7 separate regions of the Mus musculus genome follow, and regions 2, 3, 4, 5, 6 and 7 are each linked to region 1. The links are chromatin contacts, called in public promoter capture Hi-C maps. All regions are on one chromosome and are shown on one strand. The core of a region is the stretch at or near the end of the contact, and the rest is flanking DNA. Distances in the headings are between cores, read along the strand shown. Region 1 holds the start of Fktn (fukutin). Region 2 has its middle 41 kb from the start of Gm34231. Region 3 has its middle 32 kb from the start of Gm42289. Region 4 overlaps Zfp462 (zinc finger protein 462). Region 5 overlaps Zfp462 (zinc finger protein 462). Region 6 overlaps Zfp462 (zinc finger protein 462). Region 7 holds the start of Smc2os (structural maintenance of chromosomes 2, opposite strand).

The links. Promoter capture Hi-C pulls out the DNA fragments that hold promoters and counts their contacts.
Region 2: a contact with region 1 is called in a promoter capture Hi-C map of liver, with 4 times the contacts expected there. The contact joins the enhancer-like site here to the promoter of Fktn in region 1. A contact is called at or near these places in 14 of 39 promoter capture datasets (the 3T3-L1 cell line, the HPC-7 cell line, HPC-7-derived erythroid cells and 9 more) and 5 of 115 datasets of contacts at active chromatin or transcription factors (astrocytes, embryonic forebrain, embryonic limb bud and 2 more).
Region 3: a contact with region 1 is called in a promoter capture Hi-C map of pre-B cells, with 5 times the contacts expected there. The contact joins the enhancer-like site here to the promoter of Fktn in region 1. A contact is called at or near these places in 6 of 39 promoter capture datasets (the C10 cell line, frontonasal cranial neural crest, liver and 2 more) and 3 of 115 datasets of contacts at active chromatin or transcription factors (astrocytes, embryonic limb bud and embryonic stem cells).
Region 4: a contact with region 1 is called in a promoter capture Hi-C map of hippocampal neurons, with 4 times the contacts expected there. The contact joins the enhancer-like site here to the promoter of Fktn in region 1. A contact is called at or near these places in 10 of 39 promoter capture datasets (the 3T3-L1 cell line, the C10 cell line, cranial neural crest and 6 more), 3 of 115 datasets of contacts at active chromatin or transcription factors (astrocytes, craniofacial prominence and embryonic stem cells) and 1 of 9 other capture datasets (liver).
Region 5: a promoter capture Hi-C map of embryonic stem cells shows a contact between it and region 1, with 5 times the contacts expected there. The contact joins the enhancer-like site here to the promoter of Fktn in region 1. A contact is called at or near these places in 11 of 39 promoter capture datasets (the 3T3-L1 cell line, 3T3-L1-derived adipocytes, the C10 cell line and 7 more), 4 of 115 datasets of contacts at active chromatin or transcription factors (astrocytes, embryonic forebrain, embryonic limb bud and 1 more) and 1 of 9 other capture datasets (adipose tissue).
Region 6: a contact with region 1 is called in a promoter capture Hi-C map of liver, with 3 times the contacts expected there. The contact joins the enhancer-like site here to the promoter of Fktn in region 1. A contact is called at or near these places in 9 of 39 promoter capture datasets (the 3T3-L1 cell line, the C10 cell line, cranial neural crest and 5 more) and 5 of 115 datasets of contacts at active chromatin or transcription factors (astrocytes, embryonic forebrain, embryonic limb bud and 2 more).
Region 7: a contact with region 1 is called in a promoter capture Hi-C map of pre-B cells, with 4 times the contacts expected there. The contact joins the promoter of Smc2os here to the promoter of Fktn in region 1. A contact is called at or near these places in 4 of 39 promoter capture datasets (hematopoietic stem and progenitor cells, liver and pre-B cells).

The regions. Positions count from the first base shown.
Region 1 is chr4:53,712,219-53,716,550 of GRCm38.p6, reverse strand. It overlaps Fktn (fukutin), which reads right to left and starts at 2,397. Exons shown (of 10, transcript NM_139309.5): 1 at 2,356-2,397.
Region 2 is chr4:55,246,359-55,250,690 of GRCm38.p6, reverse strand. It overlaps the pseudogene Gm12508. Among named protein-coding and RNA genes, the nearest start is that of Gm34231, 41 kb to the right of the region's middle. Within about 2 kb of position 2,165, at least 11 of the 459 cell types and tissues checked have an H3K27ac peak or open chromatin away from gene starts, as enhancers often do. A contact at or near this core is called in astrocytes and liver, where this site is marked.
Region 3 is chr4:55,098,976-55,103,307 of GRCm38.p6, reverse strand. No RefSeq gene overlaps it. Among named protein-coding and RNA genes, the nearest start is that of Gm42289, 32 kb to the right of the region's middle. Within about 2 kb of position 2,292, at least 10 of the 459 cell types and tissues checked have an H3K27ac peak or open chromatin away from gene starts, as enhancers often do.
Region 4 is chr4:55,075,251-55,079,582 of GRCm38.p6, reverse strand. Zfp462 (zinc finger protein 462) reads right to left here. Exons shown (of 13, transcript NM_172867.3): 12 at 196-319. Among named protein-coding and RNA genes, the nearest start is that of Gm42289, 8.3 kb to the right of the region's middle. Within about 2 kb of position 2,367, at least 54 of the 459 cell types and tissues checked have an H3K27ac peak or open chromatin away from gene starts, as enhancers often do. A contact at or near this core is called in hippocampal neurons, where this site is marked.
Region 5 is chr4:55,047,624-55,051,955 of GRCm38.p6, reverse strand. Zfp462 (zinc finger protein 462) reads right to left here. Exons shown (of 13, transcript NM_172867.3): 8 at 1,503-1,770; 9 at 629-765. Among named protein-coding and RNA genes, the nearest start is that of Gm42289, 19 kb to the left of the region's middle. Within about 2 kb of position 1,830, at least 27 of the 459 cell types and tissues checked have an H3K27ac peak or open chromatin away from gene starts, as enhancers often do. A contact at or near this core is called in embryonic stem cells, forebrain and hippocampal neurons, where this site is marked.
Region 6 is chr4:55,003,129-55,007,460 of GRCm38.p6, reverse strand. All of the region lies in intron 1 of Zfp462 (zinc finger protein 462), which reads right to left. Among named protein-coding and RNA genes, the nearest start is that of Zfp462, 57 kb to the right of the region's middle. Within about 2 kb of position 2,295, at least 203 of the 459 cell types and tissues checked have an H3K27ac peak or open chromatin away from gene starts, as enhancers often do. A contact at or near this core is called in astrocytes, embryonic forebrain, embryonic limb bud and 5 more, where this site is marked.
Region 7 is chr4:52,436,870-52,441,201 of GRCm38.p6, reverse strand. It overlaps Smc2os (structural maintenance of chromosomes 2, opposite strand), which reads left to right and starts at 2,238. Exons shown (of 2, transcript NR_045175.1): 1 at 2,238-2,550. It overlaps Smc2 (structural maintenance of chromosomes 2), which reads right to left and starts at 1,981. Exons shown (of 25, transcript NM_001301412.1): 1 at 1,792-1,981; 2 at 779-1,001. The coding sequence starts at 946.

The sequences.
Region 1 (4,332 bases), core at 1,148-3,647:
CTACCAGGCCAGAGAAGGCCACACAATGAGACTCTGTTTCAAAACAAAACAAAAGAAACCCACTACCACCAGCAACCTTATTTTGCCAATGTTCTCACTGCTAGAATGGAATGTGCTAAATCAGTTGTTACTGTGCACAGAGGGGATGAGTGCAAATCAGTAAATCAGTGCCTGCAAGTCTGTGGAGGTCACACTACCTCTGGGGTCACTCTCTGGGTACCACCAGCCTTTGTGTGAGAGGGCAGGAATGTGCAGGCCAGAAAATGCCCAGTATTTGCTCTATCACACTCTGCCTTACTCCCTCAGACAGAGCCTCTCACTGATGTTGGAGCCAGGCTGGTTGGTGGCCAGCAATCCTCTCATTTCTGCTGGCTCCCCCTAGTGCTGGGGTGACAGGCATGCACATAGCCATGCTTGGCTTTCTATGTGAGTGCTAATATCTGAACTCAGGTCCTCATCTCATGCTTGCTCTTAGTAACTGAGCCACCTCTCCAACCCCCTCCCCCCACTCCTGCACACCCCAAAGACAAGTCTCTCACTAGCCTAGAATTCACTAAGCAGGCTGGGCTGGATGGCCAGGGATCCTTAGGAATTCTATCTCCCTCTCCCCAGCTCTGAGATTATACGTTCAGGCTACCATGCTCAGCTTTTTAAAGTACCTTCTAGAAGAGGGCAGAAGTCGTATCACCATGCCTACAATGGCAAGCACTTTAGTGAGTGAGTTGAGCCAGCTCAAATCAAGTTACTTGATTTACATTTCATGTTATTTTTAACTGAGTGTACTAGCTAATTTTATGTCACCTTATCACATGCTAGAATAATCTGGGAAGAGGGAACCCCAATTGAGAAGATGCCTCCACAAGACTAGACTGTAGGCAAGCCTCCTGTAGAGAATTTTCTTAAGTTGTGATTTGATGTGGGAGGGTCCAGCCCATTATGGGTGGTGTCATTCCTGGGCTGGTGGTCCTGGGTTCTACAAGAAAGCAGGCCAAACAAACCATGAGAGCAGGTAAACAGCATCCCTCCATGGTCACTGCATCAGCTCCTGCTCCAGGTTGCTGCCCTCAGTGCTTTGGATGATAAACTGTAATCTAAAACTTAGCAAACCAAACCCTTTCTTCCCCAGTCACTTTTGGTCATGGTATTTCACCACTGTAGTATTAGCTCTAACTAAGACAGTGAGTAAAGCCTTTCCCTCAAGAGGCAAGTGACTAACTGCTTGGTTGAGAGCATTTACCCAAGGCTGGTCTGTCGATCATTATGCAGCTCTGTTTCCTAGTGCTTTTTTTTTTTTTTGTCTTGGCCTCCAAAGTGCTGGTATTACAGGTGTGTGTTACCATGGTTGGCTCACAGGCTGACTTTTACTTAATGGAAATCTTCAAACTAGAAAGACTGGAATATCATTCTTTATAGCCGAGAAAGCTTGAGACATACAAGAAAGCGGCTTGCCTTGTACTACCTGAGAAATTGGCGATCGTGATGAAATCTGAATTCAGTTCTCTGGACGACTTTTATCTAAAGCTTTTAACTACCCGGCCCCATTTTTATCAAATCTTTCCCGATATTCCCCAACTGATAATGTAAACGGAAGACAGGAACGTTCCTACATGCAGTTATCTCGCATCGCTAACCGCGCCCACCTTATCATTATTATTGTTACTTATTATTATTACCATCGTCATCATACTATTAAGCATAGTGAGCACTCCTTCAAACGAACTAAGAATGACTACTGAGGAGTCTAAGAAGAGAGGAAAGCGACTGGTAAGCCAACCACCACCTCTCTTCGAAGCAGTTGCAGCAGGCTGCTTGCTGTACACAGAACTTGGCTTTGGCGCAGCATCAAAGTCCTTCTCAGGTGGAACCCTCCCTGGGCGGCTGCCCTGCCAACCCCCTTCCTTTCCCTGTAAGTTCATGCCACGGCGTCGGATGCACTCAGAGCAGCAGCAGGCTGCATCAGTTCCTCCCCGGCGGAGCCACCTTGGCATGCATTGGTCCTCACACCTGATCGGTCTCCCCGCATCGTCCGCTCTCGCCAACCAGCTCAAGCGTCACTGTCCCAGCCCGGCCTCTTAAGCGTCTCCATGAACCTCCAAAATCGAACCCTCGCGGGTCAGGACGATCAACGGACAGCATGGGCGTGTGGGAACGATCTGTCGCCGGGACAGCGGGGACGGCGGCAGCAAGCTCGTGCACGGACTGCGGCCGACCTCGGACTCCTCCCCGCCGCCGTAGGGAGGGTACCCCAAAGGTGGACGACCGCTACTCAGGGTATACCAGTAGACCAGCGACAGTGCCTGAAGGAACCCGCCCACGCCCAGGCTCGGCTACCCGGCCCCGGTGCCCTCATCTTACCTAACTCTAGAGCTGCGGCGGAGGCCTCGCTTTACGGCAACTGTCGCAAAGAAGCGGTCAAGCGCGCAGCGGCGTACGCTGGCTGTTGCTTTGTTCTCCGAGCGCTCCTATTAGTGTGGCCTATTTGGCCATCAGAAATCTGCAATCAGCCGTCCCTCCGGCAGTGCCCTGAGGCTGCCTGGAGTTTAGAGAAAAAACAGAACTGTCCCCCGTAGTGTACGGCTCATCAGACAGAGCGCAGAAAGTGCAAACCTAGGGTGGATAACGATTCTTTTTCTCCCTCCCTCCCTCCCTCCCTCCCTCCTCCCCCTTCTCCTCTCTCTACATTCTGCTATTGGGGACAGAATGGGGAAGAGCACTATGTAGTGATGCAAGTACTCATGAAGTTGAGGTGCCTACTTGACATCCAGGTCTAGAAGATGCGATCTTCCAGTTTGGGGCTTGAAAGAAATATAGATGCTTCTGGGCCTGGCACCTAGCATCTTTGCTTTTAGCAGAGCCATTTAAAGAGTTATTGGCAAGGAGCAGATGTGGATTTTGATAGGAATTTTTGAAAATTAAAAAGCACTAAAGAAATTATTGTAATTTTACGTTCTTTCTACGAAAATTACTAACGGCGTATAGAAAAAAATGAAATAATTTACCTACGCACCCCGTTCTATATCATTTAGCTCAGACTGGCCTTAAATTCTACTCAGCCAATATGGTGTTCAACTGATCCTACACATCTTCCACATCTCAAGTGCTGAGATAACAAGTGTGCATCGCCATGCTTGTCTTAAAACAGAATTTTTCAAAAAGTTGTGATGGAATGTGGCTGTATCAAAAATTTCTATTGTCTGACATGCCTACAATTCAAGTATTTGGGGGGCCAAGGCAAGAGGATCTAGAGTGAGCTCTTGTCTTTAAACACATGCAAACGCACATGCACGCACGCACACACACATGCACACATGCACACAATATAATTGATGCCTATTGGAGTACTAAGAGGTGATATTTTAAAAGATATTAGGAATGCTTATTATGCTCAACTATGTCTGGAAATTATAAGGAGGAAAAAAAAAAACTTCCCGGGTTTTAGAAGTGAATAGATTTCAAGTGCATAGTAAATATTATCCTGCATAAACCTTGCAGGAGGCAGAGGACTAGCCAGCTTTCTAGCCAGTTTTCTGATTTGAGCTAAGTTTAAGTTTAGATCTCACTGTTTTCCCTATATAAGCACAGTCATAATGTGCCATCTACATTATCAAGTTTCTGTTTCTATAAAGTGGACTGGGATTTAGAGGAAGGGATTTAGCACCCTTCAAAGAAAATTGACAATCCTTTTGGTTATCCTAGATTTAACTTGTCAGCAATTTTTTTTGAAACTTACTTCTAAATTTTCCTCTACTTGCAAGTAACCTTATTCTTTTTAATATAAACTTACAAAGTAAAAGCCCTGCTTACACCGGAAGTTGGACAATAACCAGGTAAGCACGCTGACATCGATGGTCCTTGTTGATGGGTTGAATGTGAAATGCTCCCCAGACGCTTCTGTTGGAATCCCTTGTCTCCAGGCAGTTTTAGAACCTTGGAGGGGTAGGATTCTGACACCCTGGAGGAAGTGGGCCATTAGAGAGGTCAGACATTAAGGATTACAGCCCAGCTCCCCTTTCAGTATGCTCTCTGCTTCTTGGTCCAGTCCATCCAGATGTGAGTAGACTCAGCCACCTGCCCCTGCTGCCATGTCCCCCCTCCCATGGTAGACTTTAACCTCCCCAACTCTGAGCCAAAGGGAATGCTTATTTCCTTAACTTGCTATCAGATCCCGTCCTGTAACTAGAAAGTAGTACTTCTCAAGCAGGTTTGGAGAGACAATTTGGGAGACTCACTCACCGTAAAAAGTCTTTTAATCTAGTGAACGAAATCTAAAGCTGTTGAGAAAGCTACAAGGAGGAATAAAAAAAGCTTCCAGCAGAAGTAAACATTCACCTT
Region 2 (4,332 bases), core at 916-3,415, 1.5 Mb before region 1:
ATTCACCAGTTTTAAGCACTTGTAATCCACCTTTCCCCCTTTTACCCCGTGGGCTGTGTAAGAGCCTGATCTTTGTATTCTACAGACTTTGTATTCTACAGACTTTGTATTCTACCAGACTTGGGGTGCATAGCAGAAGTGCAGGAAGTACTTGTGAACTAGAGTGACGGGCTGTCCTGGCTTTCTCTGGGCAGAAGAGATTTTTTTGGGGGGGGGGGAATGCTTGGAATGCTTGGAAGAGAACAAAACAGATGCAACAATTGCCCCGACCCCACTGATCCTGGGATACCATGACTTCTCAGTTTGTTATTTGGTCTCAATCTCACTCAGCTTCCTTCTGAACCTTTAAACCTCTCAGGGGTTACTCTTCCAGGCAGCCTTCTCCCTTACCAGGGTGCTAATTCTAGTCAGAGCTGGTGCCCAGGGGCTCATTGCTAACAGCCCCCTAATGCAGATCCAGGCTCCTCTCACATGACTCTGATTTTCTCCCAGTTCTCTGATCGGTGGTTTCTCTTCTCCTGTTTCTTAAATGTTAGACGTTTCCATTCCAGGACTCTGACCTGGACACATTTCCTGAGAGCTGAAGAGCAGAAATGAACTCCTCGTATGCACTCGCTAGCTCCCCTTTCATACCCATTTTCATCTAACCAAAAACTCAGTTGACTCCTTTATCTGAGTAAAGCTAAGTCAGTTCCCTTCTCCTCATTCCCAGGCTCGCTGTCACATACCAGGTCTAGATCATTTCTTGATTTTTCCATCTCCATAAACCATCCAAATTTCTCCTTTTCATTGCTTAGAGGTGCAAATGGTACTATGTCCCTCTCTGGCTTAAGGGATGCCAGTGGCTCCTTGTGTTTCTTCAGATGAATTCTAGCCTTCTCAGAGCCACACAGGAGATACCTCATCCTCTGCCCTTGCTGTTAGTTTGGCTTTATCTATCACTAGATGCTGACCTCACACCCCCTGTCTCAGAGAACACACCTCTACCTCCGCAGTCAAACCCTTGAACCTATTTGCCAATCTGCTCTCTTGGCTCCTCTAACCAAAGGTCACTTCTAGGACCCACTGAGGTCAGGAAACTCAACAGAGGTGTGTAGCGATGGAGGCTGGGGAACTGGGGGTAGCAACCAGAAAGTCCCAGATTCCAGAAAAGCAAGAGCCTTCCAGGACCCCACAGGGATGACAATAGCTGAATAGGGAGGGAGAACCTGTGGAGACCATATCCAGCGGTTAAGCATACCACCCCCCACCTGTGGTTGAGGGATGGGGCCACCCACCCATCTCCAAGATTTTAACCCAGAATTGCCCCTGTCTAAAGGAAATACAGGGACAAAAAGTGAAGCAGAGACTTAAGGAAAGGCCATCCAGAGATTACCCCACCTGGGGATCCATCGCACATGCAGACACCAAACCCAGACACTATTGCTGATGCCAAGAAGTGCTTGCTGACAGGAGCCTAATACATCTGTCTCCTGAGAGGCTCTGCCAGATCCTGACCAATACAGATTCGAATGCTTGCAGTCAACCATTGGACTGAGAGCACAGGGACCCCAATGGATGGGAGGGGAGGCTCTTGGTCCTGTGAAGGTTTGATGTCCCAGTGTAGAGGAATACTAGGGTGGTGAGGCAGAAGGGTAAGTGGGTGGGGGAGCTCCCTCATAGAAGCAGGGTAAGGGGGGAGAGGATAGGGCATTTGCAGAGGGGAAACCAGGAAAAGGGGATAACATTTGAAATGTAAATAAATAAAATATCCAATTAAAAAAAAAAGACACTCTGAGTCAGGATGGACTATCTCCCTCACCTGTCCTGAACCAGCAACTTGGGTTTACTACCCCAGGAGAGTTTCCACCTGTCTGTTTTCCTTGATGCTGCTGACCAAGTGAACAACAGGGCAACTTTTCTTTGTGGGAGTTTGGTTGGTTGGTTGGTTTCAGTTTTTGTTTTGTTTTTTGTTTGTTTGTTTGTTTGTTTTGTTTTTGTTTTTGTTTTAGACAAGATCTCACTATGTGGACTTGGCTTGCCTGGAATTCACTACCATTGAGCTTTCAAATTCCTAGAGATCCACTTCCATCTCCCTTTGTGGCACTGAGACTTAAGATGCGCAAACCCACTGTGAGCCTTTCTTTGCTTTGTCTCCTTTTCCCTCAGCAGGTGGTAAGCACTTCATTGGCAGTGAATAGGCTCTTACACAGCCCACAGCCTGGAAGGGGGAAAGGTGCTTAAAGTGTGGTGAATGGGGGCAGAGACTTGGCTCATCAGCAGGAGGAGCTGCACATGTGAAGCTCTGGACTCAATCCTTAGTGTTGCAAAAATAAATACAGCCTGTGGGGGTTGGCAGGATTGCTCACTGTCATTGTCAAGGCCAACTTAAAGGAAGATGGTTTGACTGCAACTTAGGTTGGGGTTCAGAAACGCATAAGAATCCTGACTCTTGTGTCCAGTCAGATCCCAAGTCTGTAAGAGAAAACATTTTGCAGATGTACTTAACTAAGTTAAGGTCACCTTGGATTAGGAAGGTCTCTATATGCACTATAATGATGACCTCATAAAAAGAGGAGAAGACCCAGAGACATGGATATATCATAAACATACATAATACATACAAACATACATACATACATACGAAAAACCAAAGCAATAATAGCAATGGATACTGGAACATGGCCACAAGAAACCAGGCAATACCAAACATTCCTGACATCTGCCAGGAGCCAGGAGATGAATCAGGAGGGGCGGTGGGGGGCAGGACCCATCACAGAACCTTCAGAAGGGACAACTTGGTTTCAGATTCCAAGCTTTCAGGACTCTTAAAAAGCCCATTGCTGGTGGTGTGTGGCATTTTGGGCTCTCCGTGTAAAGGGAGCTCTATTGGGAATCTAGTCCCCCTTTCCTCCCCTGCAGCTACTGAGCAGAGCCTGTCAGCCCAGGGCTGGAGTGCTCCGGGAGTTTGCTGACTGGTCTTCAGTGTTTGTTAAATGGAATGGTACCAAGAGCTCAGGACTCCAACGGATTCTGTGTTTATCTGGCTGATTACCAGAGAAAAAAATCCCCCCTCATGACCCTACAACAAAGTTAGCTGTAAAAAAGAAGAAGTTAGCTCACAAAGAAGAAGAAGAAGAAGTCACCTGTGCCCCGAGCAAAGCTTTCAAGCAAAGCTCTGGTAGTTTACTAAAGGGCAATGATTTGGAATGTGTCTGAGCTCTCAGGGCAAGAGACACGGGCCTATTCTTGCACCTGCTTAGCTAATAAATGAGAGCCTGCGTGGCAGAATTTTCTTTTTTTTTTTTTTTTTTTTTTTTTATAATAAGTCACAAAGAAATTTATTCTAAAACTAATTTTCTCCTTCTCCATATGTTGTGCCTCAGCCCCACCAACCTGATCAAATTTTCTGGAGAACACAGTTCATTCACCGTAACATTTAGTAGGTGCTGATACTCCTACAGAGGAGGTTGTTCAGCTCCATCTCCACACCTCTGTAACAAATCAAACCACTACATTTCACAACTGAATTGTCTCCTGCGTGGTGGTTCTTGAGGCCTTATGCTGCTGATAAAGATACATCTCTGCAGGCAAGCGGTTAATCCCAATGAACCGTGGTAAATACTTGAAAAAAAATCAACAGGCAGCGTCTCCTCTCAAGGAACTGGAATAGGAAGGCCAAACTGAACTTTAATCTGCTTCTGTCCACTGGTTGGATGCAAACATCTGCATCTGACTCTTTCTGCTGCTTGTTGGGTCTTTCAGAGGGTAGTCATGATAGGTGCCTTTTTGTGAGCACTCCATAGCCTCAGTAATGGTGTCAGGCCTTGGGACCTCCCCTTGAGCTGGATCCCACTTTGGTCCTGTCACTGGACCTTCTTTGCCTCAAGCTCCTCTCCATCTCCATCCCTGTATTTCTTTCAGGCAGGAAAAATTATGGGTCAGAGTTGTGACCGTGGAATGGCAACCCCAGCCCTCACTTTATGTCCTGTCTTCCTGCTGGGGGTGGGCTCTATAATTTCCCTCTCCTTACTGTCGGGCATTTTATTTCAAGTCTCTCCCTTTGATTCCTTTTTTTTTTTTTTTTTTTTTTTCAGCCTGTTTATATTAAGGATATTCTTTTTTTTTTCTTTCCATTTTTTATTAGGTATTTAGCTCATTTACATTTCCAATGCTATACCAAAAGTCCCCCATACCCACCCACCCCCACTCCCCTACCCGCCCACTCCCCCTTTTTGGCCCTGGCGTTCCCCTGTTCTGGGGCATATAAAGTTTGTGTGTCCAATGGGCCTCTCTTTCCAGTGATGGCCGACTAGGCCATCTTTTGATACATATGCAGCTAGAGTCAAGAGC
Region 3 (4,332 bases), core at 1,043-3,542, 1.4 Mb before region 1:
CCAGTATCTCAGGGCCACAGAAATGTCCTAGGTTCATTTCTGTTGCTGTGATTAAATACCCTGACAGAAATCAACTAAGGTGGAATTGGGTTATTTTGGCTTACATTCTAGTTTACCATTAAGGGAAGTCAAAGCAGGAGTTCAAATAGGTAGTAACATCACATCCACAGTTAGTGGTAGAAAGAAATGAAAACATACGTGCTACTTGCTTGCTGGTACTCAACTCTGTCTTTCTAGTTTTCTAATAAGGACTCCATGCCTAGGGAATGGTACCACCCACACTGGGCTGGTTCTTCCACATCAGTTAATTTATTAAGATAATCCCCTGACAGACATATCACAAGCCAACCCAACCCAACATGCCACACAACCCAATGCAACAATATCTCCTTGAAGCTCTCTTCCCAGGTGATTATAGGTTGTGCCTTGTTGGCAGTTAAAGCTAACAGGAAGGGGCTAACCAAGCTCAACTCATTAAAAGCCAACACTGTAACAGAGTACTAAGTATTTTGTATACATTGATGTATACAACAGGGGAGGAGTTTCCAGTAGAACTCTTTCCATCTGCTTCTCAGATTCTTTTCTTGCTATTGCTTAACGTTTGTATTTCTATGTCTACTATCTAGATGAATAATGTATTCATTACTCACTGGATTCATTCACTTGCTGGATATATAACAAAACCCTAACACTCCCCCCCCCCCCAGTGCATGTGATTAAACATAAGTCATCTTGCTTAGTAAGTGGTCAGACTCCGGAGTTACATCCCTGTTCCTCTTTTTAACTTTTTTTTTTTGTCTTGTGTGTGTGTGTGTGTGTGGCGGGGGGTAGGGAGGAGGTGATGGAAGGGGCTGGGGCATCTCACTAAGTTTCTGGTGCCCACCTCACTCTGTAACCCAAGGTAAACTTTGACCTGGAAGTTCTCCTGCCTCAGCTTCCCCAGTGGTGGGATGTGCATGCAGATTTACTTTTCAGAGTGCTAATCTCTCCCTCATTCAGATGAATTGGCACGCCTCCCCCAGGAGAGTATTCCTTTCCGAGTTCTTGATAGAATGTCTTTTAGCTTTCAGGTGCTAGTAATTAAGGTTTTAGACTTTTCTCTCTTGCTATATCTTTGCCTTCCGTCGGGGTTTCAAAACCAGAGAACAGATGTGAATTCCAGTTGTTTTCATTGATGTTTTGACAATACAGGTGTTCCCCAAGAAAGCTAGGGTAAGACTAAGTTAAAGAGCTGGGGCATGTAATTTAGAGGTAGAACATCTGCATACGACCTGCAAAGGCCTGTGCAGCTCAGGGCCATGTAGATAGGGTGTGGTAGCGAAAGCTTCCAATGGAAGCACCGGCTGGGTGGGTTAGAAGTTCGAGGTCATCCTCTGTTACAGCAAGTTTGAGCCCAGCCAGGGCTACATTAAAAAAAAAAAAAAAAAAGCCTTTGAGAAATACACGCACTGTTCGGCATTCCTCTCGCTCACACCTCCATGCTTGCTCACACACCACAAGAACTCTCCACTTATTTCAGGCAGCACTCAGAGTGTTCCGAGCTCATTACCTCAGGAAGGAAGGTCACAGACAAAGCATTCATCGTCAACCTTGAGTCTCAAAAGCACCCTTTCAAAGGCCAGGTGAAGGGAGACAGGCTTGGTATGAAAAGTTTTTTTCAGAAGAGTCGCTTGTGTGTGTGTGTGTGTGTGTGTGTGTGTGTGTGTGTGTGTGTGTGTGTGTGTGTGAGTTCAAAGATTAGGAGACTCTAGTGACACTATAGAAAAATCAATGGTCTACTTCTCTGGAGTGGGTAGTTTCCAAAGACGGGGGCTGGGGGAGGGATTAGTGAAAACAAGGGAGAGTTGTAAGTATTTCTGTGCAGGAGCCCTAAACATGGTTCATATTTTTAGATACTGTAGGCTAGGGTCTCTACGAGTCCACTCTGAGATGACGATGGTTGTAAAATACTAACTAGCAGTTAATTCCCCAGACAGAAAGCAGGAGTAAGCAGGACTTTGCAGGAGGAGAGACTAAAGACTAAGTCTTGGGAGGAGGGACTCTGGAGTAAGCACAACTTACCACCATTGTTTTGTGGTGAGGGAACTAGAGTTCAGTACCTCACCTCACGCAGCCCCTGAACATAAGCTGCTCTATGGAGGGCATGGCCTTGGGAAGTGTGGCTTTCTGCATCTGGAAAGACTGACTGGAGTCTGCCCCCTTTCCTGCAGCTGGGCAACATCTGTCTGCATATAGAAGATATCAGGCAGTGTGCCTCCAAGTCCACCTCCCAGATCCTCCCCTCCCTGTGCCAGCAGAGGGAGGTAACACTCCTCCATCTGGGAGATAATAGAACACTTAACCAGATATGGGAATCCTGAAGAAAGGGCTGGAGCTGAACTTCTAAGGGTAGCGAGGCAGAAGCACCCAGTGCTGAAGTAGAAAAGGACTAGATATAAGGTACATAAAAGGCCCAAAGAAGCAGACCATCGTGGGAAAGTCTGGAAGTTTCCTGTGATGCCAAGAGGGACCAAGAGGATAGAACAAGAGCTATCCGGAGCAATTGATCCTTGGCTTTGATGCTAGAGCCGAGGCCGTGTTAGCTTATAAATGTGGGACTAATCGGCACCACCTGGAGCCAAGCTCTTAAGGTTCCAGCTAGAGCAGACAACAGTGCCGAAACAGGTCTCATCTTCTTCTATCCCCGGAGAAAGTCAAGTTACGCTGAAGCCCACTACCTCTGTAAACTTAAGTAAGTCTTCCTGAGGAGGAGAAGGGGGCTAGGAAACACAAAGTGGCTGAGTTTAAACTGAAATGACAGAGTAAAATCCAAGGCACTGATATATCTAGAATTTTGTAGATTTGGGCTAATGAGATGGCTCAGCAGGTAACCGTGTTTGCTGTGTGAGCCTAGTGGCTGATTCATTTCTGGATCTCACAGTGAAAGGAGAAAACAACTTCTAAAAGATGTCCTTAGAATTCATGTGTGAAAAAAAAAAAGAATTCATGTGTGCCCACACTCCATACACACACACACACACACACACACACACACACACACACACACACACACGTTAAAAAAAAAGAATGTTAGCATCATGTATATTTGAGTTTTCAATCATTAAACAGCATAGAGGCTCTAGATGAATGTTAAGTTATGAGAAAAATATTTTGAAAGTGATACTTTTATTCATTTGCACCATAGTATGAAAATTCATACCAGAATATAAATATGAAATGATCAAAGATGTAATTATGACTTTGGTCAGTAAGAGGAAAAATGTGAACCAACCAAAAGAACCAAGCTTGCTCTAGTTGGGTGCGGGCAGAAGGACAATGCTTTTTTAAACTTCACACTCCAGGCAGGACTTGTACAGCAAACAAACTGGATACAGGTACCTGTGCTATCAAGAACCCTAGGTTGGGCTAAAGAGATGGCTCAGTGGCTAAGAGCACCAACTGCTCTTCCAGAGGTCCTGAGTTCAATTCCCAGCAACCACATGGTAGCGCACAACCATCTGTAATAGGATCTGATGCACTCTTCTGGTGTGTGTCTGAAGACAGCTACGTGTAATCATAGAAATAACAATAAATAATATATATAAAAAAGAACCCTGGGTTATTCATTTCTCTTTTTCTTTTTTTACAATCTTACTTTCATGTGTCAGGTACATAAAAACAATAACATGATACTACTCTGTCTACAAAGAATAGAGAAAATAAAATAAATAAATCTAAAAACAAACAAACAAATCAGGGGACAAAAATGCTCTTACAAAAATATCCTGGACAGGTAATATTGGCCTCTTGCACTTTGGGAGAGAAAGAAGGTGTGGCCCTGAAGTGGTTTGAGGAAGACTTGCTGATAGGTTAAGTGTTCATGAAGGACGTGGGTATGGCCTCTCATTTGGGTTTTAAGCAGCAGGGTGGATGACTGGGGCAATTATTCATGTGGGAAAGCTCAACAGAGGACTAAAGGAGAGTTTTGTATGGAGAGGAGAGAAAGCAAGTGGGATGTTTATGTATGTGTGTATGTATGTATGCATGTGTGCATGTATGTGTGTGTATGCATATATGTATATATGTACATATTAACGTTTTTGATTGCATTAAACATCTACGGGCTTTGGCTCTGACTCCTTGACATTTAGTCTGGAGTGTGGTGATGAGGACAGGAGATACTCACTTGAGAACCATGAGCATAAATTTAGCACCCAAAGCCAACCACTGGACCAGCTCAGTTGTGAGTTGCTGTGTGTAGCTGTAAGTGAGCCCAGTAGAGGACAGTTAGGGTGTCCTAACATGATTGCCAATGGTTGTTCTTTTCTTTACTGTCTGGTTTTCACAGTGTGA
Region 4 (4,332 bases), core at 1,118-3,617, 1.4 Mb before region 1:
GAATGTGACAGGATGGTCATTTTAAAAATTAACAAAGAAGGAGGAATCTGCTTTCTCAGTCTTCACTGCCTGCCCTCCATGCTCAGTAAGGTGATACCAGGTGGTGGGGGTAGGAGCTCTTTGTACTATTAGGGGACTCTTGCCTTCCTCCCACCCTCTCGCTTGGGACAAAGGTCTTCTTGGTGCCCAACTTACATGCCGTGTCTCAACACGTGTCTTTCCCACTCAGAGCCCTGTGAGAACGCCCGTCCACAGAATTCACATGGAAATCGCTTCTCTGTGTTCACACCAGGCCCCCGGTCTGCAAATCTCATCAGCTCTGCAAACAGAGAGAAAAGACCAGCATTTCCTTTGTGTTTCTGGAAATCTAGAGAGGATCAGTCAGCATTCACTGGAAAATATTTCCCGACTTACCTGGGAAGCTAAACCGGAAGCCATTGGCAGGTACTGCCAGACTCCCCACTGACTCTGGGCTTCTCTGAAGGACACTTCCAGAGTAGAGCTGAATAGGAGCTGTCCTGCTTCAGTCACTTATTATGCAACAAGTCTCCTTATTTATGCAACTTCTGCTATCATCAACAACCCAGGTTCCTTCTGGCCAGAAAAGGCTCCTTGGCTTACTCTAAGACCCTTTACATCTCTTTTCTAATTAACTCATCCCTTCTGCAGGGTCTGACCAAGGGCTTGACAGCTCGGCAGCTACTCAGTGTGAATTTGAAACAGGGCTATCTGCTCACTAAGAAGAAAATAGACCACAGAAAGCGCCCAACCTGGTTCTACAGAGTAGGCCACAGGACTTCTTCGTATTTCAAGTTAGGCCAAAGCATCACAACATGTGTACCTCCTTTGTCGGATGGATAGGAGCCCTGCAGAGACCCTCCTGGGTGGTACCCTAAGCAACGCTGAGGTTGGGCCGCCGGGAGCTTATATAAAAGCATGTCTGGGACATTGAGATGTCTCAGTAGATTAATGTTGCCTGCTCCCAGGCTCCATGACCGGAGTTTGATCCCTGGAGCCCACATAGTGGGAGACAAAAACCACCAACTCCTGCAAATTGTGCTTGGACCTCCACGTGTACAACTCTCTCACACATACGATAAATAAACACATGTAATAATAACTAATGATAAGAAAAGCAAGCATGTCCCCAGCCACTGACAGATCCTGGCCAACCGCCCAGTATTTATTTCTCAACCGGTGATATTCACAAGTACTGGGATACGCAGACATTTCTGAATGGGTCTGGTGTACACAGCAAATATTGGTCTAGCTGTTTTCTTCACTCCTGTGATGCTGCCACATGTGAGGGGCCTTATACACATGGATTGGCTAGCGAATTGTTTATAAGCCACACCTCCTGGCAAGCTCAAAGATGAGGGTTTACGTGGCCTTTGTGCTGTCCTTAGTCCTAAGCCCAGATGTCTTTCATTAGCCCACTGAGGGCCAAGTCTTCACACGGATAGTAAGTAGCAGACTACACAGTTCTGAAAAAAGGGTGGAGCTTGGGGAAACGTGATCATTTTCATCTCTGATTACCGTGGGCCCCTCAGCAGATTAGACGTCACAGGAAGACAACTTCTGATTGAAATGCCCCATATTTCATGAAATCTTCCAGACATTAGCTAGGACTCTGGGATGCCTTCATCCACTTCACAAGAAAGCTACGTGAACAGGGCCAGTTCTCACAAAAGACAAGGCATTCTCTCACAAATTAAGAAGATCACCACACAAGCCATTAAAAATAATTGCACAGACTATCTTCCTTGATTCTTTTCACTGGAAATGACACAGCGCCATCTGGTCTGCGCATTAATTCCTTAGCAGGGATTATCTTGGGCAAGAAATCAACAGAATGCCTTCCTGACTCCTCCTAGTTGCATAATGAGAGGGGGCAGGGTGGGCGGCGTTCTGCTTGGGTTCCTTTCAATTTCTTCGTGCGTGCGTGGCTTCTCTCTGAAATTCCCAGGCTGATCTTGCTGTGTGTCTATTCTGAGTACAGTCCTCAGCTCTCATGTCTGGGAAGGAACTGGGGAACAGGAAGGCCATGAACTCCCCAACCAAAGGTGTCTATATGAACGTCCAAATGATTCACAAGGAGAATGGAGCTGGTACTTGATCCTCTGCCCTCAGGAAACATGAAGCCGGTCATCTATTGTCTCCAAGGGCACATGCTAAGCTTCATCCTCACAGAAGAAGCCAGTCTACCTGTCACATCTCAAATCACTCTCCCTCAGCCTGAGAGCTGAGCTAATAGCCCCTCGTGCACTCTGCCAGAAGCCAGGATGTCTGGCAAAAACACCCCAGGCTATTGTTGGCCCTGTCTTCTTGGCAACAATCTACTGAGGTGGTGGAAGATTGATTCTAGGTTGTTTCCAAAGAGAAGGAGATAGGACAAAGGGAACCGTTCTTGCAAGGATGTGTGACAGGGAAGGGACAGTTTCAGCTTGCAATTCCCAAGGTACTCAAGTCAGTCCCTCATACACAACTTGTCTACCCAAGGAGGAGTTTTTCTTCTTTTGTTTAGGTCTCTGGATGTAGACATGACACTTTCAGAGGGAAGTAGAAGCCAGGCTGTTCGCCCTAATTCCATCTCGTGTGAAGCCGAAAGCCCAGTGGATAGACTGAGATCAAGCTGGACAAGCAGGAAGATGTGCTTGCTACCTCACATATTTCAGACGCGGTGTTTTCTCATGGCCTAAGCTTGTTTTATTTGTTTTGGGGGAGAGCATTGGGAAATGGAGGGCTCTGGAATGCTGATGGCTTCAGAAATAGCCTAGGCGTAGCCTTAGACATGAAGAAAGTCAAAATATCCAAGAAGGAATCTTTTATCTCATCAAGAGGGACAAGCAGAGCCCGAGTACCAGGAAGAAAAAGAAGCTTTTGTAGACTCACTCAGAAGCATCCTGTCTCCCTCTCCCTGAGGACAGCCAAAACAGTGAAGAGATGTTAAGGATTTGTTGTGAAGAACATATTTGTTAAAAGGTTAAAAAAAAAAGAAGGAAAGAAGGAAGGAAGGAAGGAAGGAAGGAAGGAAGGAAGGAAGGAAGGAAGGAAGGAAGGAAGGAAGGAAGGAAGGAAAAGAAATAAGGCATACTTCTGAGATCACAAGCATTTCCCTTATAAGAAATGGCCCTGAGTCAACCTACAGGAGAGGCTTTTGTTTTATGCAGTCTTGCAGGTTGACCACAGCAAGCAGCTTTTGACAAGTTAGCACGTTTTGGCTGTAAGCCTTGGCTCTCTATGTTAGTTGGAGATTGAAGGACCCAACTAGATCCCTTGATTATCACAGTGGGAGGGTAGGGACAAAAAAAACCACAGAAGAAAATGGCCTCAGGAAGACCTGCTCAGGTCTGCTAGATATTCTGCCATGGGGCCTTAGTCTAGCCCAAGGGCTAGTGCATTTCATGACTAGCGTCTCTTTAAAAAAAGAACACGTTAGCACTCTAAGGGGTTGAAGATGTGTGTAGTGTTAAGAGATCTGCTCTGGAACAACAAGACTGAGATTTACCCTTCAGTGGGTTTATTATCTATCTTCTTACCTTACTTTAGATAGGTTTTAAGTTTGTCAGAACTCTTATTTATTAGGTCCATGTCTTGGATGCCATGCCATTTAATTAATGTTTTTGGCACTCTTAAAATCCACGGCCTCTCACACCACAGGCAAGAATTTTATCACTGAGTTACATCTACCCTTCGCTTTCCATTGTAACGTCAAGGTAACTAGAAAAGACCCCATATAGCCATAACAACCTAGAGTGAACACGATAAGAAGTTCGAGGCACTCCATTCCGTGACTTTAAGATACTTAAGGAAAGACAAGGTCACCAAAACAGCTTGACAGTAACCTAGAATCAGTTTCATGGAGCAATGGAATAGGAACACTCTCTCAGTCAATTGAGCTTTGAGAAAGTTGCCAATATCACTATCAGGCACCACAGGCAGAAGAAAGAAACTAGATCCTGACCTCCCAGATGGAAAAACAATCAACTCCAAATCAGTAAGAGATTGAAACATAGGTCCTAAAACCACAAAAGTTGCTGGAGGAAAACTCGGGGGAAATCTCCAGGACACCGGTTGTCCATGATTTTCTCTTTAAAGTTTTTTACATGACCCCCCAAATCACATGTAACGGAAGAAAAAAATAGGCAAATGCTAGCTGAATCCAGCTGGAAAGTTTCTGTTCTGCCAAGGAAACGTCAGAAAGAAAAGGCAAGCCACAGAAGAGGAGGAGAATCTGTAGACCACACACTGGTCACAGGGTCAGCATCCGGGTCCTATGAAGAAGTCAACCAACTCAGTCAATAATTGAGTGAACAATTTCCCCAATTAAGA
Region 5 (4,332 bases), core at 581-3,080, 1.3 Mb before region 1:
GTGAAACAAACAACAAATGGAAACAAACAAGTGTTCTCACGGGGATCCCTGCATATCAGTGGGGGTGCACATTCAAGGACTCGCCATTGTGTATCCCTAATGGGACCCCACCAGCTACTATCTCACATGAACGTCCTATTCTTGTATTACAGAGCACGATCCAAACCAGAACAATCCAGAGCCTAATCTACAGGTATTCTGTCCAGCAGTCCACTTCTGCCTGTCGCAACTCTTTCTCCTTGTCCATTTCAAAGCAAATCCTACTTTGTGCTTTGGGAATCACAATTTCTGTCTTTGTTTCTCCCGCCATCCTGCCCCAGGCTCACCCTATATATCTCTAGGGTGGCAAGGGATTCAAAATGGGAAATTCCTGACTCTCCACGCCCTCTTGGCCTCCTCCTGGGAGGAATTCTACTGACAGGAAGGTGTCTTATCCATGGGATATCAATGGCTGTCACTGTGACCTTTGCCTACAGGAACAGAGGTCAAGGAAGAGAGCAATCCTGCTGTGGGACCCAGGGAACAGCCTCAAAATGCTGAGGCACTAACCAACTCCCAGCAGCAGCAGCAGCACTACGAACCTCCCTCCCACCAGGACCCCAAAAAAGGGAGTCAGTCTGAAGATTACCTCGGTGCAGCACTATGTGGTCGATCATGTTGCGTTTGTATTTGGTGTGATAGAGGCAGAGAGGACAGCGGAGATCTTTGGGGCCTTCCTCCGGGACCGCCGAATGCCCAGCTTCCACGTGCATAGTAAAAGCAGATCTAAGAGAGAAGAGACAGAGACCATGACAGTCACTGAGATGTCCTCTCCTGCTGCACGCCCCTCACAGGTGGCTCTCCTGCTTGACAAGCATAAACTAAAGCTGCTGTCAGTCATATTTGCTGACTGCATGCTCCTTGGCCATCAAGGAACAGAGAGGGGAGATACAGAGGCAACTACTCAGAACCTTTGCCACTCGGCTAGGATTATGTAAAAAGAAATAAATATCCTACATACTTCATTTTTGACAATTAGAAATTGCCTATTAAGCCAAGTACGGTCTAGAAACATCAGCTACTCCTAAGGCTGAGGTTGGAGGATCGCGTGATTAAACGGTAGATCTTTTCTTTTTTTTTTAAAGTGAAAAGGAACTGGTTAGAGAAATGTTGTCAAAGGGAACATGTTTTTATCTCAGAGAATATTCCCTTCTTGTGTGTGTGTGATCTGAAATAAAAACACACCCCATCAGGGCATTCCTTTGCTACAATCTCACACTGTTTCGAAGACCACACGCTCTGACTTTTAAGATAATTTGTTCTTATGTAACTCTTCACCCCCCCTTCCAGAGTCCCCAGCTAGTTTTTCTGAAACTAGCTTCATTCTGTGAAGACTGACCCCACCCTTCTTATTCTACACTGGCAGAGAATTTCTGGAGCTGAAGGCAGGGAAGAGAGAGTGGTGAAGGCTGGAGCACGGGCAGCCATTTAGGTTTTAGGAAGGCCTTCCTCACACCACTTACTTAAAGCCGGTGTAAAAGGAGCAGTCTTTGCATTTGAAAAGCTTCTTCCCACCGTGCTTGTCCCGGTAATGGCGCCTGATGCTCTGGATGTAGCCAGAGGAGAATTCACAGAATTCGCAGTGAAGAACGGCTTCTGCCTTCTGTTCCGTGCCAGCAGCAGTCCCAGAAGGAGGCACAGGGCTAACGCGGCTCTTGTTTCTTGCCAGGGCGGCTGACTGGTAGTGATTCAGCTGCTGCTGAACATCGGGGGGCTCCGAGTAAGAGGAGTCTGTGGAAAGACAGGGACAGTGAAGTGAGCTGGACCACAGAGGGCACAGGAGTGTGTGTGTGTCTGCAGGGGATGGGGGCGGGTGGAGGGGTGATGCTTGCCTGGAAGCCCTTTACTGCACAGTCTCCCCTGCCACTTCTATTAAGACATTATCGGCAAAATAGAACAAAAACAACCCACTGGAGCTGAGGAGCTGGCTCAGTTGGCAGCGTGTTTCCATCCCAGCACCTGCCCACAGCATAGCAGGCTGATGATCCCGGTGCTGGGGAAGTGAGGCAGGAGGATACCTGGAGCTACTGACCAGCCAGTCTAGTCAAATCCTGTCTCAAAAAAATCAAGGTGGACAGCAACTGAGGAAGATAAGAGATGCTGACCATGTAATGTGCACATGATGCAATGTAGCATCATGTGCACATTTACATATGTACACAGCTCACACCATGTGTGAAACTATCTGTGATCAAATTCATCAACTCACCCTCTCTGTCAGTCACATGGCTAGTGTTCTCTGGTGTGCGGTGGGCACACTTAAGATCTTAGATCCCAAGAGCATTATCCAGCACTAATGTTGGTACCTGTTGTGTACAGAACCTCTCCTCCCCTCACCACTTGCTACCTTCCACCTGAAGGTTTGTCTCCATCATCTGGTCAGTTTTTAAGGGGGAAATACATCACTCACCATCATTCCACTACTTAACCAAGAGCTGAGGAACACATGGAGAGTGAGAACAGACTACCACAGAACACCCATCCGCATAGAGTGCAACAAATGAACCAGCATGGTCCATACAGACGTCTACACGGGAAGGGGCTAGGTGATGCCACAGCCCCCTCCCCCTCCCTGCATCCTAGAATTCTTCACACCATTATTTAAAAAAAAGAAGTCAGTCTTTAACATGAGTGCTCTGGCACACGGTACACCCACACATACAAAAATGTTTTATGGCTTTGGAGTCAAGAGATTTAAATTTTAAAATATAAAAATCCGATAGTGTTCTCCTGGAAGAGCCGTTTAAAGCTTAGCATTAAGATGGAGATTTATTCACAAATCCCATTAAAATGAAATTCCAAACAAGTTTCTCGGAAAGGTATTTTTAAGTGTGCAGTTTCAGAGGGGACATGATGGAATGGATGGCAGGAACTATAAACCCAGGAACTTTCATGGCAAGTCCTGGTGAAATGGGATGGGGAGTGGGCAGGGGGGAGGCACCTTTGCATGCTCCTTGGGCTTTGGTGGCCCAAATTCAGCAACATAGTCCTATCTAAGCTGGCACTGCCTGTGAAGCTAGGAAGCCTGTGAACGACCCTGTAGAATTTCAGAGTAACTTTCCTTGGGATAAAAACACCTCCTCCGTAAGCAAACAGGGGTGGGGTGGGGGTGGGACCAGACATTGTACAAGCCTTCTCTAGATTTGACAGACACCTCATTTTCTAAAGCGCGGCTCCCCCAGGCGGGGCACGGACTTAATGTTGTAAAACTAATACTTGATCAAACCAGTATCAATCATCTTCCCGTTGGAAATGCAGTGAGGGAGATTCCCTGACTGCAAGGGATGTAACCAGCACCCCATCCCATGCCCATCAAAATACTAAGTAAGGTGCCTTCACTTCAGCTCCTGGTTGCCCTGCCTGTCCAATGCATATTCTTTACTAAAACAAAAGGAAAGGTGATCAATCTCTGCAAGCCTCCCTGGGTTCATCACCAGGTGTACATGGGAGACAAAGGAAGAAAGGAAAGACACAGCGGGTGGGTGCATTCTCACTTTCTGTATCTCCATCCTCTCTTCTGTTCCTCTACCTTCTGCTGAGGAGCCCACCCAGGACGGCAATCCTGCCTTTGTCTACTTCTCCTTCTTTCCTTCACTAGCAGGGTTGGTTATCATCTCTAATTGTTTAAGATGGTCTCTGTTGAGGCTCAAAGACCCAGTTATACCACACACTCACAGAGAAGCAACACTCCACCTCTCCTGGGAACAGAGTTCCAGTGTCCCCAGAACTGCTGTCCTCTTGATAGAGGTGCCCTCCTCTGCACTCTCAGCGTTGTGGCATAGCTTTTCTGAAAGTAACAGGTCAAAGCCAAGCCTTGCTGAAGGAGAACTGTTCCTCACCCACAAATCCACGCAGAGAACAAAGCAAATGTCCTAAAGGAAGGTCCATACCCTTCTACTAAGTGGTTTGTAGCTCCCTCAAGAAATGGCGCTCATCTAGTTAAATCCCTCCCCAGCAAAGCTGTAAAGCAATACATATTCCTAGATGGGCATTAAGCAGGGCAACCCCTTTCCTCCCCTGCCACTCACCCAACCCAGACTCACGTACCTGCGGATTAGGTAGAACCCTGTAGAAACATGGCCCCTTTTGGTGAACCCTCTTTGTTGTTGTTTCTAGACTCTACTGCAGGTTATCCCAGCCATCATAAAAACAAACCAAAAGCAAAATAAAACCCAGCCCAAATTCTAAAACGTAAGTTTGTGTGTTATATGAAACTCAAAGGAAAAATGCAAGACGTCTCAGCAGAACATTTCAAGAAACTAGACTCAACAATGCAAAAGAAACAGCTGCCGC
Region 6 (4,332 bases), core at 1,046-3,545, 1.3 Mb before region 1:
TCATGGAATGAACTCAAACATCACTACCTTTCGCCTGCTCCTCTTTGCCAACTCGAACACCGGACAAGGAGAGGCAATCAGACATAATAGAGACAAAGTCCTTGACTTCCTAACTTCAAAGGAAAGAAAACTCAGATAAATGTTTTCTGCTTTGATAGATCTTCAAATGCCATCTGTCAAGGAAACATTAATACTTCAAAAGTTGGTACCGTTTTTGAGTGTCTCCACCACATTCAGAATTCTAGATAACTTACTATTGATTCTGACTTCTCCTTAGACTTTTTCTTTTTGAACTAGAGTCTTCTTAGTGGGAAAGAGGACATCCATCTTCATTGAAGGGCAAGAACATTTTAATTTCTTTTATCCATTTCCATATTATTACATGAGTGTTTTAACACCAAATGGTAGAATAGAATTGACTCTTGGAAATGGCTGTGGCTTTTGGTATTGCTTTTATTATTTTAATATCTTTATTGATACTAGGGTTCACATTTTTTCTTTCCCCAAGTAGTGTGGTTTCCCCTCCCCCTCCCAATGAAGTGAGTGGTTATTTGCTCTTTTACTACCTACCAATTAAAACTTAACAGCTTCTCCAGTCTAATTAGGTCATAAAATATTTCTCATGAGATTTCCAAGCAACCAACTTTTAGATGACAATTCAGTTTCTGGTTTAAGATTGTACCTTGGCATGTCCATTTACATGAAGACCACAGAATCTAGTAGTTCTGTAAAGGGGCTCCTGAGTCAGAGCTGTCCCTCTCCATCCCTCTCACTTTTATAACCATGAAATTTAGACTTGGATATAAAACAACAGCAGCCAAAAATCAACCTGTGAACTTGGTGTGGAACAAGGCAGAGCAGAGCTCATCTCCCTTACTCTGTAATTCACTGTGAGACTGAAACCTACGGGAAGCTTCACGCTAGCTCAAGGCAGAGTCTCACCACAAAGTGACGAGAATATTGGGAAGGTGGAGTCCTTCCTAGCTTAGTGTATATCCTGTAAGGAGATACCCAGTTATTATCTCAGTGAATAAGTTACTTCACAGAGAACATCACAAGCCCTACTAAGTCACTGTACTGTAATCTAGAACCAAATGTCTTAAGAATTCAGGTTGCAGCCAGATCTTTTTTAATGGTGCAGTTTTCTATGCCTCTCTTACAAAAGATAATGTGATTTCTGCTGGAGGAACAAAGTCCAGCAATGATGTGTCAGTGGAGTGCAAGAAGCCATGGCAGGAGGATTTTCTATGAAAGAATGCTCCTGCCCGGAGCCTGCTAAAATAAGTACTGGCCAAGTCCAGCTCTGGACAGGGCTTTGCAGAGTGAGACACAGATATTTTACCTCCTCTTCTTTCACCCAACAATTTATCCTATTTCAATAAACATTGAACTGGACACCAGAGTCCTTTCAGCTAACTAAGTCTCAATATTCCAGATACACAAGCTTTTATGTCAGAGCACCAGCCCAAATTGTGTGGAAGAGGTTGCTATCAGCTCTGGATCAAATTACAGCAGTCACTGAGCCCCACCCCACTTCTCCTTTCGCACAGTCCATTAGACCTGAAAACAAATTTTTCCATGGTGCAGACGACTCCTGCATTTAGAACACTTCACAGAAAAAAGCAGATCACCCAATGCGCACTCCCCATCCCCCAAGCTTAGTCCTTTCATCTCAGCCAAGCAAGCCACAGCCCTGCCGAATGTGTTTATCACACTTTCAGGAGATAGGAGCTCCTGCGTCACTGAAGCTCTAAGACTCACTAAGCTGCCCTAGTCCTCTGAGCTGTAGGAGCAGCCATTTTAGCTCAGAGCCTCTCCTCCGTGCACAACATGGCTTCGCTTGGATTTTGCTAGGCTGACAATCACAAGTGAACGCTACGAGGGCAGGCTGGGCTCCTCCTAAGCTCTGCTCTTCCCAACAAAGAATTAACTGTTTTCATTTCTTCTCGAAAAGCAGCACCTTTCTCCTCCTCAAATGTCATTCACCAAAGATCTCCAAAGGTTCTTTTATCCCATGATTGATAGGCTGGTTCGTTAGTCCCAGCAGAGTACTGGTTAAATCAGGACGCCCCTGGACCAGAGCCTGTCCTGCAGCAGGATTTGGGGGTGTCCTGGAGAGGGGACCTCCAGAATGCCTTGGTTTCTTGGGAGTCGTCCTTCCACACACAGAAGACATACCATCCGAGGCTGCTAGCCAGATTCCAAAGTCTAATGACCTTTGTTAATCACCAGCCAGTCTGTCTGCATCAGCAGACCCTGCCAAAAGACACACCCTTCCACACAAAGGCTGTAGCTATTCCTTTTAAAGGAGGTTCTGTGAAAGCTCCATTGTGTAGCTCAGAGGAAAACAAAATCCCTTCCCTTCAAAACCTCAAGCCTTTAGAAATAATGCAACAAAAGGCTTTCTGCTGTGTCTCTTTTGGAGACTTTGAGCCTGGTTTGCACAAAACATCCACAAAAATGGCCCCGCTTGCACAAGGAGAGCAGAGCATTGAGGCAGTCCACCTGGAGATGGAGTCCATCTTCCATACACTTCTCTAATATCTTGGTGTCTTCTGAAACTGTTCTCTATGAAGGATGCTAACCCCATCACATGCAAACACTAACAGTCTCCTTGTTCTGCTACAAAGGAGATTAAAGGGTTATGAGATCAGAAGGAGGAGGGGGAAAGAGCCACTGATTTGGAAAAAGGAGAGATGATGAAAGTGATTTTCTAATGGGTTCTAGCTTTAATGTTGTTGCAGTCTTTACCTCAAAAATAGCTCAGAGCCTTAGAAGAGGTTAATCTCCAGGCAGCTGATACAACCAGTGGCAGGAAGAGCGGAGTGGCCTTCAATTTGATGTCTGTACCAATACTGAAATGGGAATGGAGACTTACTTTGAAAGCCATTTTGTCTTTGTGTACACGGCTCTCCTGAAGACGCTGACGGAAGAAAACAGAAATTGCTGGCATAGCCCAAACAATCCAAGAAACTTGATATATTTATGAGACCACAAAAGTACACACAGGTAATAAGCAAGAGCAGGAAAATAGGGAGTAGAAATGATCCCCACTAAGCAAACTGGACCTCAGGGTGACCCATTCATCTGTCAATCAGAAAGTGTTTCTGGAGCACGGTGTAGTCCTCCAAGAAGCCAAAACACAGGGAGGGAAATAAAAAAAAAAGATGGGGCATTAAACTTGTATGTTTGACTGCTTCATTGACGCAGAGGAGCAACAGTTGTAAAAGGCTAACCTAGAGAGGGTCTGCAGTGAGATTATGATTGAAAGCGAACAGCCTCGTTCTCGTATTTACCTCATTTAATAACACCCGTGATTAGGAGATTTAACCACCTTTTCCTCACAGAATCAGCACAACCAAGAGGACAAATGCAAGTTTCTGAACTGAAAAAGAAATGTTATTTCTAAAGGTCAGGAGATCAATGTAGAAACCAAACAGACATCCTTCCCTCCCACTACCTGTCCCTCCCAGGGCCATAGCTGCAGGTTCCTCAAGGCCAGATATGCTTCCTTCAGGTAAACCCCACTTCTAACACCATGGCTGATGACAGTTGGGAACTGACTAGACTTCACTCTAAACTAACCTTCACCTTAAGTGAGCAGTGCTCTGAACAGGAAACTCTTAAACCATCCTAACTCTTCCTCAAACTATGCTTAATGAAGGGCTTCTTTCCTTCATATTTAAAGTCTATGAGTTCAAAGTATAGTGTTTGCAGGAACAGCTCCCAGGCCCATTGTCTATGTTTAGCAATGGCTTAAAGACATACTTAGAGAGAGTCCACAGTCCATGCTAGAGATCTGAAAACACACCGGCTGAGGAGAGGGGCAGAGTGGGCACAACTGCATGCTCTCACTCTCATCACCAATTTCCACTAAGCTCGTTGCCCACACACTGGTGCTGGGAACTCCAGGGTCCATTGCATCCTGAGTTTCCTTTTGGGGGGAAGAAAGCATCAAAACATGTCTTTGCTGTGTATCCTCGCAAGCTCACGTGACACTGGAGAGGGGAGGTGTTCTTGTCGCTTCACAGCCTTCTCACAAGCCTGCTGCTTTCAACCCTTGTCCAGGTCAGCTTGGCAAACACTACTCTTCTAGCCTGATGGCCTGGAGCAGAAGGGGGTCCTCGAGGCAAAGTCCAAGTGTCTCCAGGAAGTGACCAAACAAAAACACCCAGGCCCTGCCCGTCTAATCTGTGCTCTGACCACAGGGCTGCAGATCAGAAATGAAGCTGTGAAGGCCCACAGCCACGTGATTAAGTAGCAACTAATTATAACTTTTAAAGCCTCTGAGAACTAGATCCAGATAGAGCAGAAGGTGCTTCTCCTCTGTCC
Region 7 (4,332 bases), core at 989-3,488, 1.3 Mb after region 1:
TGACACCATTGCACACACTAGCAAGATTTTGCTGAAAGGACCCAGACTATGCTGGGGCCTAGCAAACACAGAAGTGGATGCTCACTATTGGATGGATCACAAGGCTCCCAATGGAGGAGCTAGAGAAAGTACCCAAGGAGCTAAAGGGGTCTGCAACCCTATAGGTGGAACAACAATATGAACTAACCAGTACCCCGGAGCTCTTGACTCTAGCTGCATATGTATCAAAAGATAGCCTAGTCGGCCATCACTGGAAAGAGAGGCCCATTGGACTTGCAAACTTTATATGCCCCAGTAAAGGGGAACGCCAGGGCCAAAAAGGGGGAGTGAGTAGGTAAGGGAGTTGGGGGGTGGGTATGGGGGACTTTTGGGATAGCATTGGAAATGTAAGTGAGGAAAATACCTAATAAAAAATTAAAAAAAAAAAAAAAAAGAAATGTGGGAAACTAAAAAAAAAAAAAAAAAAAAAAAAGAGCAGGTATGGACTGAGAACAGAGACTACCCAATATAACAGTGCTGGTATGCTGGTATGGGTGTTACTCCCAACAGCTTAGGAGGACAAACCTCAGGCAAGGCCTCTGTATGTATCTTTTCGTCTGTCTACAGGATGAAACAGTAATAGTATTTGCTTAAACGGCTGCACTGCAACACAACATAACTCACATGAAGTACAAACAAAACACATGAAGTACAAACATGCAAAGAAAGAAAACCCAAAGTCTCCACAGATTAACAGATTCTCTTGCCAACACATAAGTCAGAAAAGCTGACACTTTACCTGGGACAGGTTGGAGATGCCTAGGAGAAAGCATATGGAGTCCAATATGTTGGATTTTCCACTACCATTTAAACCAGTGATCGCATTGAAGAGGGGGTCAAAACCATTGACTTCAGTCCTCTGTGCATAGGACTTGAATCCTTCGAGAATGATTGATTTAACATACATTTTCTAAACTGTCTTGGGTTAGTAAGCCTGTTAGGCAACAAGCTACAAGTCACGTCTGTATAAAACAGAAATAAGATCATTTATGTAGAATGTTAAAAACCCTCAAATCATAGTAAATACGACAGGATACACAATAACGTAAAGTAAAAAAAAAAAAAAAAAAAAAGAAAAGAAAAGAAAAGAAAAAATACACCTGCCAAACTACTTTTTCTCCTAAAAACAGCTGGCTCAGATTTTAAAACATCCAACCGTTAGCCAATGCCGGTAAGTTAAACCATTTAACCTAAAAATCATCTTTATCATTACTGTCCACTTTCCTAGGTTCGTGTTGCACTACAATACTGTAGTTAACAGAGACTACTAATTATTTCCCATTTCATTATCCTTGCCACAGACGACACTGGACTGAATACTCTTTACTGCACACCACTTAGCATACATCTTACAGGAGTCCTTCATGGATCTCCCTAATAGCACGCACACCCATCCTCTCCTTCCTTTTTCCTCCACAGCAGTAAAAGATGACATCAGTCGGCACCGTCTTTCCAACTCATTCTCGGTCCCGTTGTGCTTTTTTGCCTACATACGACCTTAACTCTGTTTACACTCGACTCTCAGAACCCGGGTAGTTAGTGAACCTTAAGGGCGAAGTGAATCCATTCTACTGCCTCGTTTTAAAATTCCGTGTTCTCTCGCTTGCCCAAGCCTTTCTCGATTCACCTTACGGATGAACAACAGTCAACATCTCTAATTCTCGCTTCAAGTCCCTCCTTGAGAATCTTGCCCACCCCTGTGCCTCATCTCCCGCCTGGACACCAGGCCGGGCCAAGAGCAGCACTACGCACCCGCCACAAAGCGGCTGGCCAGGGGAACCAGCAAAGTTCCAACCCGACGCGAAAGTGGACAGTGAGGCCACCCGACCTGTACTCAGGCGCTACCGGGCGAACGCCACCATCCCGGGCACCGCATCCGCTGCAGCCAACAACCGTGCCGGAACTGTTCCTTTGAATTTCGGCGCGAGCAAAGGACCCCAACTCCGAGGCGTCTGCGCTCTGTTGGTGCCTAGTATCTGCCTGACTGAAGCGCTTCCTCTTTTGCCCTAAGGAAAAACACAGAAACGACATAGCGACAATAAATAATAGTTTTAATATTGGAAGGTAGGAGACTATACCGTTTTGAACATGGAAAGCGAAAATGAAGATAGGTCGTGCTGACATCGCGTCAGGCATGCTCTGGGCAGCACCTCTTCCAGGTCTGGGCCTCGCGCGTTGCCGGCCCCGCCCTCTTTCTGGCCCTTTCAGGCTATCGGTCGGAGCCTTGGCTTCTGTCCGCAGGCTCCGCCCCCTCCCGGTCTACGCTCTTTGCTGCGGGGCGCGGCCGGGGCGGGCCGGGGCGGGGGCGGGCCGGGGGTCCCGGGACCCTTCGAGGATATTACAGGGTGGAAACCAACACTAGTGAGAAAAGTCCTCTGAGGCTTCATTTTCTACTAATTGAAGAGAAAGGCACTGGCTTTGAAAACACAAACCAAAACCAGTTCCAGTTTCCGGAGGGGACTGTAGGCCTGCAGTATGTGGAGTTTGGTGGAAGATGCTAGGCAAACGGCTGTAAGATTTTTTTTTTTTTTTTTATGCCGAAAACCTGTTTAATGATAAGCAGTGGCTGACGTACCGGTTCACGAAATGTTGCTGAAGCTTCTTAATAACAGTTTGTATTTACAGAGTTCTGTAGATCGGGTAGCTGTGTTTCAAAGGCTGTCAAGAATTTCCTCAACAAACGTGGAACCCTAGTGTTTCCTTTTGTACAGACGAGTTTATTGAATCACTGGGTTAAACGACTTATAAGTGAAGAGAGATTTTTGTTCCAGGCTGCCTAACTACAGAGTGTGTACTCCTAAACTTATTATCTACAACTGCTAATTTTACATTGCTAGTTAGAGCTGATCCCCATCAACTATGTAATTTAAAAAAAAAATGGTGTTGGGATTATTTATATTTAAGCATCAATACTAAGAGAAGGGCTTAGCTTTGTTTTTTTTATTGAAAATTTATTTTTTTTCCTACCGTATATTCCGATTAGTTTTCTCCGCCCCAACCTCTCCTAGAACCTCCTCCATTTCCACACTCACCCAAATCCACACATTTTCTTTTCTCTTTCTCATAAGAATATAAACAGACATCTAAAATGATGATGATAAAATAAGATTTTAAAAACAGAAGGACCAAATAAACAGGAGGGGGAAAAAAGCCAAAGAAAGAGCATTAGAGACACAATGAGACACATTCACACAGAGATATACACACAAAACATAAAAACAAAAGCAGAAACCATAATACATAATAAACAAAAGATTTTTAATATTAAATGGAAATGTTCAGACAAAGCAGTGTGAGACAAAAACCCTCTAAAAATACCATTAAGTTCGTTTTATGTTGGCCATCTATTGCTAGGCATCGGGAGGGACTACCCTTAAATATGGTTTGTACACCCAGACATCACTGGAAAAATGATTTGCTCTGCAGCAGTTATCAATTGGATATAGCTTCTGGGTTAGGATGGAGGATTGTTTCTATTTTCCCTCTCAATACTGGCTTAGAACTGCAGGTCCTGTGCATGCTGAAATTTACAGTGGTAGACAGGGAGGAAAGTGAAGATCGCCTTCCTGAACCTGAGAACTTCCTAGGCAAGCATTGGCAGCAGGTTCTCAAGTAAAAAGTGCCAGACTGCCTGGCAGTGGTGGCGCGCGCCTTTAATCCCAGCACTTGGGAGGCAGAGGCAGGCGGATTTTTGAGTTCGAGGCCATCCTGGTCTACAGAGTGAGTTCCAGGACAGCCAGGGCTATACAGAGAAACCCTGCCTCGAAAAACAAAGAAACAAAAAAGAAACAGTACAGTATCTATAATAGTATGCTACCTGCCTTCCTGTGGTATCAGCCTATTTGTCTGTGAAATTAGCTAACACCACTTTAATAAAGATATTTTGTCTGGTGTAATTCCTACTACTCTTGAACTCCAATGACTTGACTTATTTATGTTGGCTCTGTTGAATTATACATTTTCACCTTCAGCTCTGCTATATTCCTTTGATCACTTTTTTATGAATAAGGAATTTTGATTTTTAGACAAATCTAACATGGATTTTCACAAATTTTATTACTTGCTTGGGGGATAAAAATTTAAGACAGATATTAAGACAGACATCATTAGTATGTTGGCTACCTTAATAGACGAATAGCTAGATGATATCCTTAAGACAAATGGATAAAAATGTACAGGTACTTAAGTATTTAAGTGTACTCTTTTATTATGCTGTACTCATTATATAAAATGATAGGTTTCATTATGACATATTTCTATATGTAGAGTATGTCTCCTTTGCTCATATCACCC